Regions from separate parts of the Zea mays genome. Here region 1 is linked to region 2. The links are chromatin contacts, called in public Hi-C maps. All regions are on one chromosome and are shown on one strand. The core of a region is the stretch at or near the end of the contact, and the rest is flanking DNA. Distances in the headings are between cores, read along the strand shown.

Evidence for each region. Hi-C and Micro-C count contacts between places; a contact is called where the count stands out from the background.
Region 1: a contact with region 2 is called in a Hi-C map of endosperm, with 3 times the contacts expected there. The contact joins the promoter of LOC542617 here to the enhancer-like site in region 2. A contact is called at or near these places in 2 of 25 Hi-C or Micro-C datasets (endosperm and leaf).

What each region holds. Positions count from the first base shown.
Region 1 is chr4:224,564,811-224,567,955 of Zm-B73-REFERENCE-NAM-5.0, forward strand. LOC542617 (ribosomal protein S27) reads left to right here and starts at 1,601. Exons shown (of 4, transcript NM_001112144.2): 1 at 1,601-1,686; 2 at 1,767-1,868; 3 at 2,021-2,049. The coding sequence starts at 1,684. It overlaps LOC111591473 (U2 spliceosomal RNA), which reads left to right and starts at 1,022; the gene lies at 1,022-1,209.
Region 2 is chr4:224,410,408-224,413,647 of Zm-B73-REFERENCE-NAM-5.0, forward strand. No RefSeq gene overlaps it. Among protein-coding and RNA genes, the nearest start is that of LOC103654656, 38 kb to the right of the region's middle. Within about 2 kb of position 1,299, at least 18 of the 20 cell types and tissues checked have an H3K27ac peak or open chromatin away from gene starts, as enhancers often do. A contact at or near this core is called in endosperm and leaf, where this site is marked.

The DNA of each region.
Region 1 (3,145 bases), core at 351-2,850, 150 kb after region 2:
TAGTTGTATGCATAAATAGTGAAGGTATGCCTGAATCATGAAAATGCATAAAATTGACCAAAAATCCAGCTAAAAAAGCCTTGGATGTAGAAAGAATGATTGCAACCATAGAATAGTGCATTTTATCATATATTGTGCAACTATGGGCATAGATAATGGATATGCACCGGTACTCTGTAACAAAACAAGATTTAATTGTATTTGCATAGTGGTGATAGTATAAAACCTATGCAACAAATCACGATGACCTAGAAAGGATATTTAACTAGGTTTGCATATTGGTGATTTGCATATTGGTGACATTTTATCAAAAATATGAGAATAATAATGAAAGCAATAGACATGTTATTAAGAAAAAACTCGAGATGCCCTAGAAAAAAATTGACCCTAAACTTTGCCTAATGACTTACCTCGACTTTGCCTTGCTCGGCGATGACCACAGGCATGTAGGGGGACGGAGGTGCTGGGAAGAGGTTGAATGGGCACCTCGACTTTGCCTTGCTCGGCGATGAACCACAGGCGTGTAAGGGGGCGGAGGTGGTGGGAAGAGGTTGAATGGGCACGACAGCGTTGTGTGACGTGTGTATATATATATATATATATATATATATATATATATATATATATATATATATATATATATATATATATATATATATATATATATATATATATATATATATATATATATATATATATATATATATATATATATATATATATATATATACACACACTTTTTTACATGAATAGTTTTATGGATCGTGCATCGTATGTCATATGCGAAGCGCGTAGGTCTGTTCCTCTCCACCGTTTTTTCTCACTTAGCAATGGACCGTTACACCACAAATGAACCATTACTCTATAGATGGGCCGTGAGAAACTACCCCAGCCCAACACAATAAGAAGTCACACACAACAGTACAACACAACACTCTTATACACAGTAACACCTCGCTAGTTGAAGAAGGAAGAGCGACTGAGTGATCTATAGAAAGGGGTCGAGCTCATTTTTCAACCTATACCCTTTTTGTCCTTTTAGATAAAATAAAGTATAATATTTATTCTTATCAGTTTAAAATTTGATATGTGGATCATATGTTCTATTTGATATTGAATTTAATTTTTATGGGTATCAAATATAATTGCGTGCCGTTGCAACGTGCGAGCATTGGACTTGTCAGCACCAGTTTTTCTAGTTCACGCTCCACCGTCGTCGTGCTCCATTCCCTCCATACACATTTAAGTTATAAAAATACTAAAATTATGTATAAATATAGATTCAAAATATAATTATTAGCTCTAAACCTAAATTCATATAAATCTCGCCAACAGAATATATATATTTTTATGTTTTATATTTTATACTTAAACATAAATAAAAAACGTAGCACTTTGCATATATAAAGCGTGTTTGTAGTTCTCTTGCAGTGTCACATAAATGGGCCTCAATTCAGCTACAGAGACAAGCCCAATAATCCAGGCCACTGTGCGCAATGCGGGTCACTCCAAAGGTCGTGATGATGAGCCAGCTGGATCGAACGGTCGGGATTCTCCAGATCCTAGTATAAAGTAACCATCACGTCGTCCGCGCAAAACCCTCCCGGCTCAGACTTCTGCTGCAGCGCCTCCGCCGCCGCCGCCGCATCTAACGCAGTTCCCTCCGCCGCAGCCCGAGGCAAGATGGTAAGCTCTGATCCCCTCATCTACCCGCTACTGAAGATCCAGCGTGCTCGGTCGGATCCTGAGATTGATTGGATGCGCAGGTTCTCCAGAACGACATTGATCTGCTCAACCCGCCGGCAGAACTCGAGAAGCTCAAGCACAAGAAAAAGAGACTCGTCCAGTCGCCCAACTCCTTCTTCATGGTACTTGTTCTTGCCCTAATGCGTCTCCTTCATGATACTTGTTCTTAGCTCTATCGTGCTCCCGTTTCTGCGGCGGTTGTTAGCTCGGTCGTTTTCCCTTTACCTTTTCTTTATCCCCCATGTGTTAATTGGGATTTTTTTTTGTATTGTAGGATGTTAAGTGCCAGGGGTGCTTCAGCATGTAAGTTTTTCTGCCCCTCATTAGATTCTATTCAAGGTTTAGATTATTTAGTTCTCGCCAATTGTTGATTGATTGTGGGTTACCATTGAACCCCCTTCCCTGGTGCTTATGTTTTGCTTAAACCGAGGTTCTTTTGAACTGAAATATCTTTCCTATTAGTAAATACTGTATTAATTGTAGCCAGTAGGTATATTACTGATACATTTGGGACAAAGAAACTAGCCAGTTAGTAAGCTATTGTTAGATGTTTGCTATTTATTTGTTGCATGATAATATGAAGTTATGTTGTTTGACCTTCAAAATGAGTATGTGTAATTTTTTTACAGTTTTTAACTTATGGTTACTGTACAGTAGAAACTTTCTACAATTTTAATGCATTGAGTAGAGTTTGAGAACATGTTTATAAATTTCACTTGTCTTTGCTCAGAAGCTGTTAATTGTCCCTGCTCCAATTCCACATAAGATTGTTTTTCTTGGTCGACTACAATTTTAAACTGACATAGCAAGTTGTAGAAGACAAATAAAAGAAGCTATTTTTTGTTAAGTTGTACATTATTGTTGAATGGATATTATTGAATTGTCTTGTTTGACCTGCAAAGTGATTCTGTAATTCTAGAGTTTTTCCCTGACAAGGCTAGTGTGTAGTAGTAAATTTCTACTCCATTCCAAATTCTATGACATTTTGGCTTTTCTAGATTCCCTTTTGGTGTGTAATTATACTTACACTATGTCTAGATGCATAGTAGAAGAAATGTATCTAGGAAAGCCAAAAATACTTAAAATTCGGAATGGAGTACTAGTTAAGGTAGGATTTAGAGTTTTGGAAAACTGTTTATAAATTTCCTCATCTTTGGTCAGGAGCTGATAGTTGTCCTGTCGAATTCCAGCAACATTTGATTTTTTCTTGGTCACTAACAATTTGATTAAAATTTACTTTGTTAGTTGTCGTAGGTAACTGGAGAAACACTCAATAGATTATTATCACAATGATCGCTTTCTCTTCGTGGACTGATGTCTTTCCATTTGGTATTTCTGAAGTGTCAATGAATTTTCCGCGCATTGTGCATTGTGGAACGTATAGTTCAAGGACTTTCGG
Region 2 (3,240 bases), core at 49-2,548:
AATACATGATAATATTCTACTCGTCGTAACGAAATCGTAGGAACAAGAATCACTAAATTCGAGATTACGGTTATTGAGTTATGAATTTCTGAAGTTATTAAGTGCTCGGTGTGGAATAACTCAAGTGAATAATTTTAATCTAATTTTCATAGCTAAACAGAGGTACTAAGTGATGAACAACAATAATACAAAATTAATTCCACTGGAATGGATCAATTTGGAGTTAAAAAAAATTAATTATGAATTATATAAGTTTCTGGAATTATTTTTGTACTATAAATCAATTTCTATATTGTTTTTCTCAATTTCCTTGGTTAGTGGACTGCGTGCATAAAACCAGAGGAACTTGGGGGCTAGAGTGCAAACGTGTTCAAGACTCGGTGGTGCACCCGAGTGGACTGCAGGTTTATTACTTGATTTTTCAGGGTCTCTTATGTAAGTTCTTTCGGCCGAAGGGGTATGAGTGACTCTCGACCATTAGATCGGAACCGAAGGCCATGATTAGATCACACGTATCGCCTAACGTCTCACCCCCGTGACCGCCGATCGAGCAACAACGGCAAGGGGGCGATCAAGTCCCAGCCACCCGATTCTGAATCGACGCACCGGATTTAATATTGTGAAGGGTTAACTAAGATCAAATCGCATCCGTTCAATCCGATCTCAACCGCTACGACGCGTTCTCCTCACTCTCAGCTAAACTCCGGCGACCACACCGAGGACCGTGGCAGCGCCATCGCCGACGAGCAGCCCAAACGTGATTCGCGCGCTAAAGTTCCTATTCGAAGGTAATTACAGGTGGTAGGAACGGTAAGGTCACTGGGAAGGTGCTTACCGGGGATTAAGGGCCGAGCAGGGGCATTCGTGGCGCGCGGCGGAATCCGACAACGGCGAGAAATCTAGGGCGCTTGGACGGGCCTCCGAGCTCAATACTTCATGCTAGCGATCCACACATGCCGATGAACGATCCTGACTCCACACTGGCCTCCAATCGTCGGTATAGGCACGAGCCCACGGCGGCGGACGACGGTGTCTCTTTGATGCGTGGTTTTCGCGATGATGGAGAGGGACGACAGGTCTGGTGAGAGTGTAGGGCTTCAGGGCTCGCGGTCGAGGAGGTGATGCGGGGATTTATCCTCGGGTTTCGCCTGTTGACGCAACTACCACAGCGACCGTGGCGGGATCGCGCGGGCCGTTCGGCCATTACCGCAGCTGACGGCGCAGCGAGATGATAGGTGGGATCCGGCTCCAGAGAGACGAGCACCTGGTCGGAAGAGGGGTCTACGCCCGGGGCCCGCATGACAGCTAAAAGCTGGAGCTGGCGCGCGCGGTCGAGCGGGATCTGGTTAGGCCTGCGCGCTAGAAGCCATAGTGGGCCGAAAGGAGGGAAAGGAGGCCCACGTGGCCGATACTGTTTCCCTTTTTGTATTATCTCCTAATTCAAATTCAAATCAGCCTCCAAGTTTAAATTTCCAAATTTTGTGGCTAATTGGTCCTCCGGTTAAATATTCAATTTGAACATTCCAGCATGACTCTTATTTATAAATTTTATTTTGTATTTTTTATAGTATCTCCCTCTCTTCCTTTCCATTTTCAAACCCAATTTTCAATTTAGGGGTTAATTCATATTATCAACTCATCATTATATTTCTACTACTATTATTGTTATTATTACTAAATGCACAAACTAAACTCCAATATGATGCATGGCTTATTTTAGGTGTCTTTAGTCATTTGTTCCCTTATATATGGTTATTACCATGTGATATAGAGTATGAGGCAAAAACATAGAATGAGATATACTCTCTTCTTTTCATTTACAAACTGGGTATTACAAATCCTACCCGCCTTAAAAAGAATCTCGTCCTCGAGATTAGGAAGGACTAGGGAAGAGGTGGGGAAAATCTACTCGCAGTTTTTCTTCTCTTTCCCAAGTAGCCTCATCTTCACCATGGTGACTCCATTGCACTTTGCACATTTTGATCACTTTACTCCTCATGACACGAGTCAAAGTATCAAGAATCTTGATAGGATACTCCATATAAGTTAGATCATCTTAAACACTGAGATCCTCCATAGGTAGCTGCTCTTTGGGTACCCTGAGTCACTTCTTTAGTTGGGACACATGGAAGACATCATGTACATCTCTGCCAGGTGGTCGGGTAATTCCAGTTGATAGGCAACTTCTCCCACTCGCTTTAGGATTAAGGAGGGTCCAATAAAGCGAGGGGACAACTTCCCTTTAACTTTAAACCTCCTCATACCCTAGATTGGTGACACCTTCAGATACACGTGATCACCCTCCTTAAACTCTAGCAGTCTCCTCCGAGTATCAGCATAGCTTTTCTGCCTTGACTGCGTAGTTCTCAAATTCTCCCTTATCAACTGGACTTGTTCTTCTGCCTCTTGTATAATCTCTAGCACAAAGAACTACCTTTCACCAGTTTGATCCCAATATAAAGGAGTCCTGCATTTTCTGCCATATAAAGCCTCAAACGGGGACATCTTCAAACTGTCTTGGTAGCTATTATTGTAAGAGAACTCCGCATATGGTAAACTCTTATCCCAACTGCCACCATGTTTAAGAGCACAACCTCTTAACATATCTTCCAGTACTTGGTTGGTCCTCTTGGTCTGCCCATCAGTTTTAGGATGGTAAGATGAACTGAAATTCAATCTTGTATCCAAGCACTCATGCATCTTTTGCCAAAACTAAGAATTAAACTGATATCCTCGGTCTGACACGATCTTCTTAGGCACACCGTGTAGACATACTATCCGTGCCATGTACAAATCTGCTAGCTTGGCGCCCGAATACATGGTCTTCACCGGGATAAAGTGAGCTACTTTAGTTAGCCTGTCCATAATCACCCATATAGAGTCATACCCAGTAGATGTGCGGGGTAGAGCTACGATGAAGTCCATACCAATCTCTTCCCACTTCAACTCAAGTATCTTAAGCGGGTGCAGCAAACCGGCAGGCCTTTGATGTTCCTCTTTTACCCTCTGGCAAACATCACATAGTGCTACATGTGAAGCAACATCCTTCTTTAGTCTATACCACCAATACTTATGCTTCAAGTCCTGGTACATCTTGGTACTGCTCGGATGGATGGAGTAAGCTGAGTCATGTGCTTCCTTCAATATGGTTTCACGAAGACTGCCGATCTCAGGAACACAAATCCGGTTCTTGAACCATATCGTGCCCTGCTCATATTCTGTGAAGTCTGGGCCTCTACC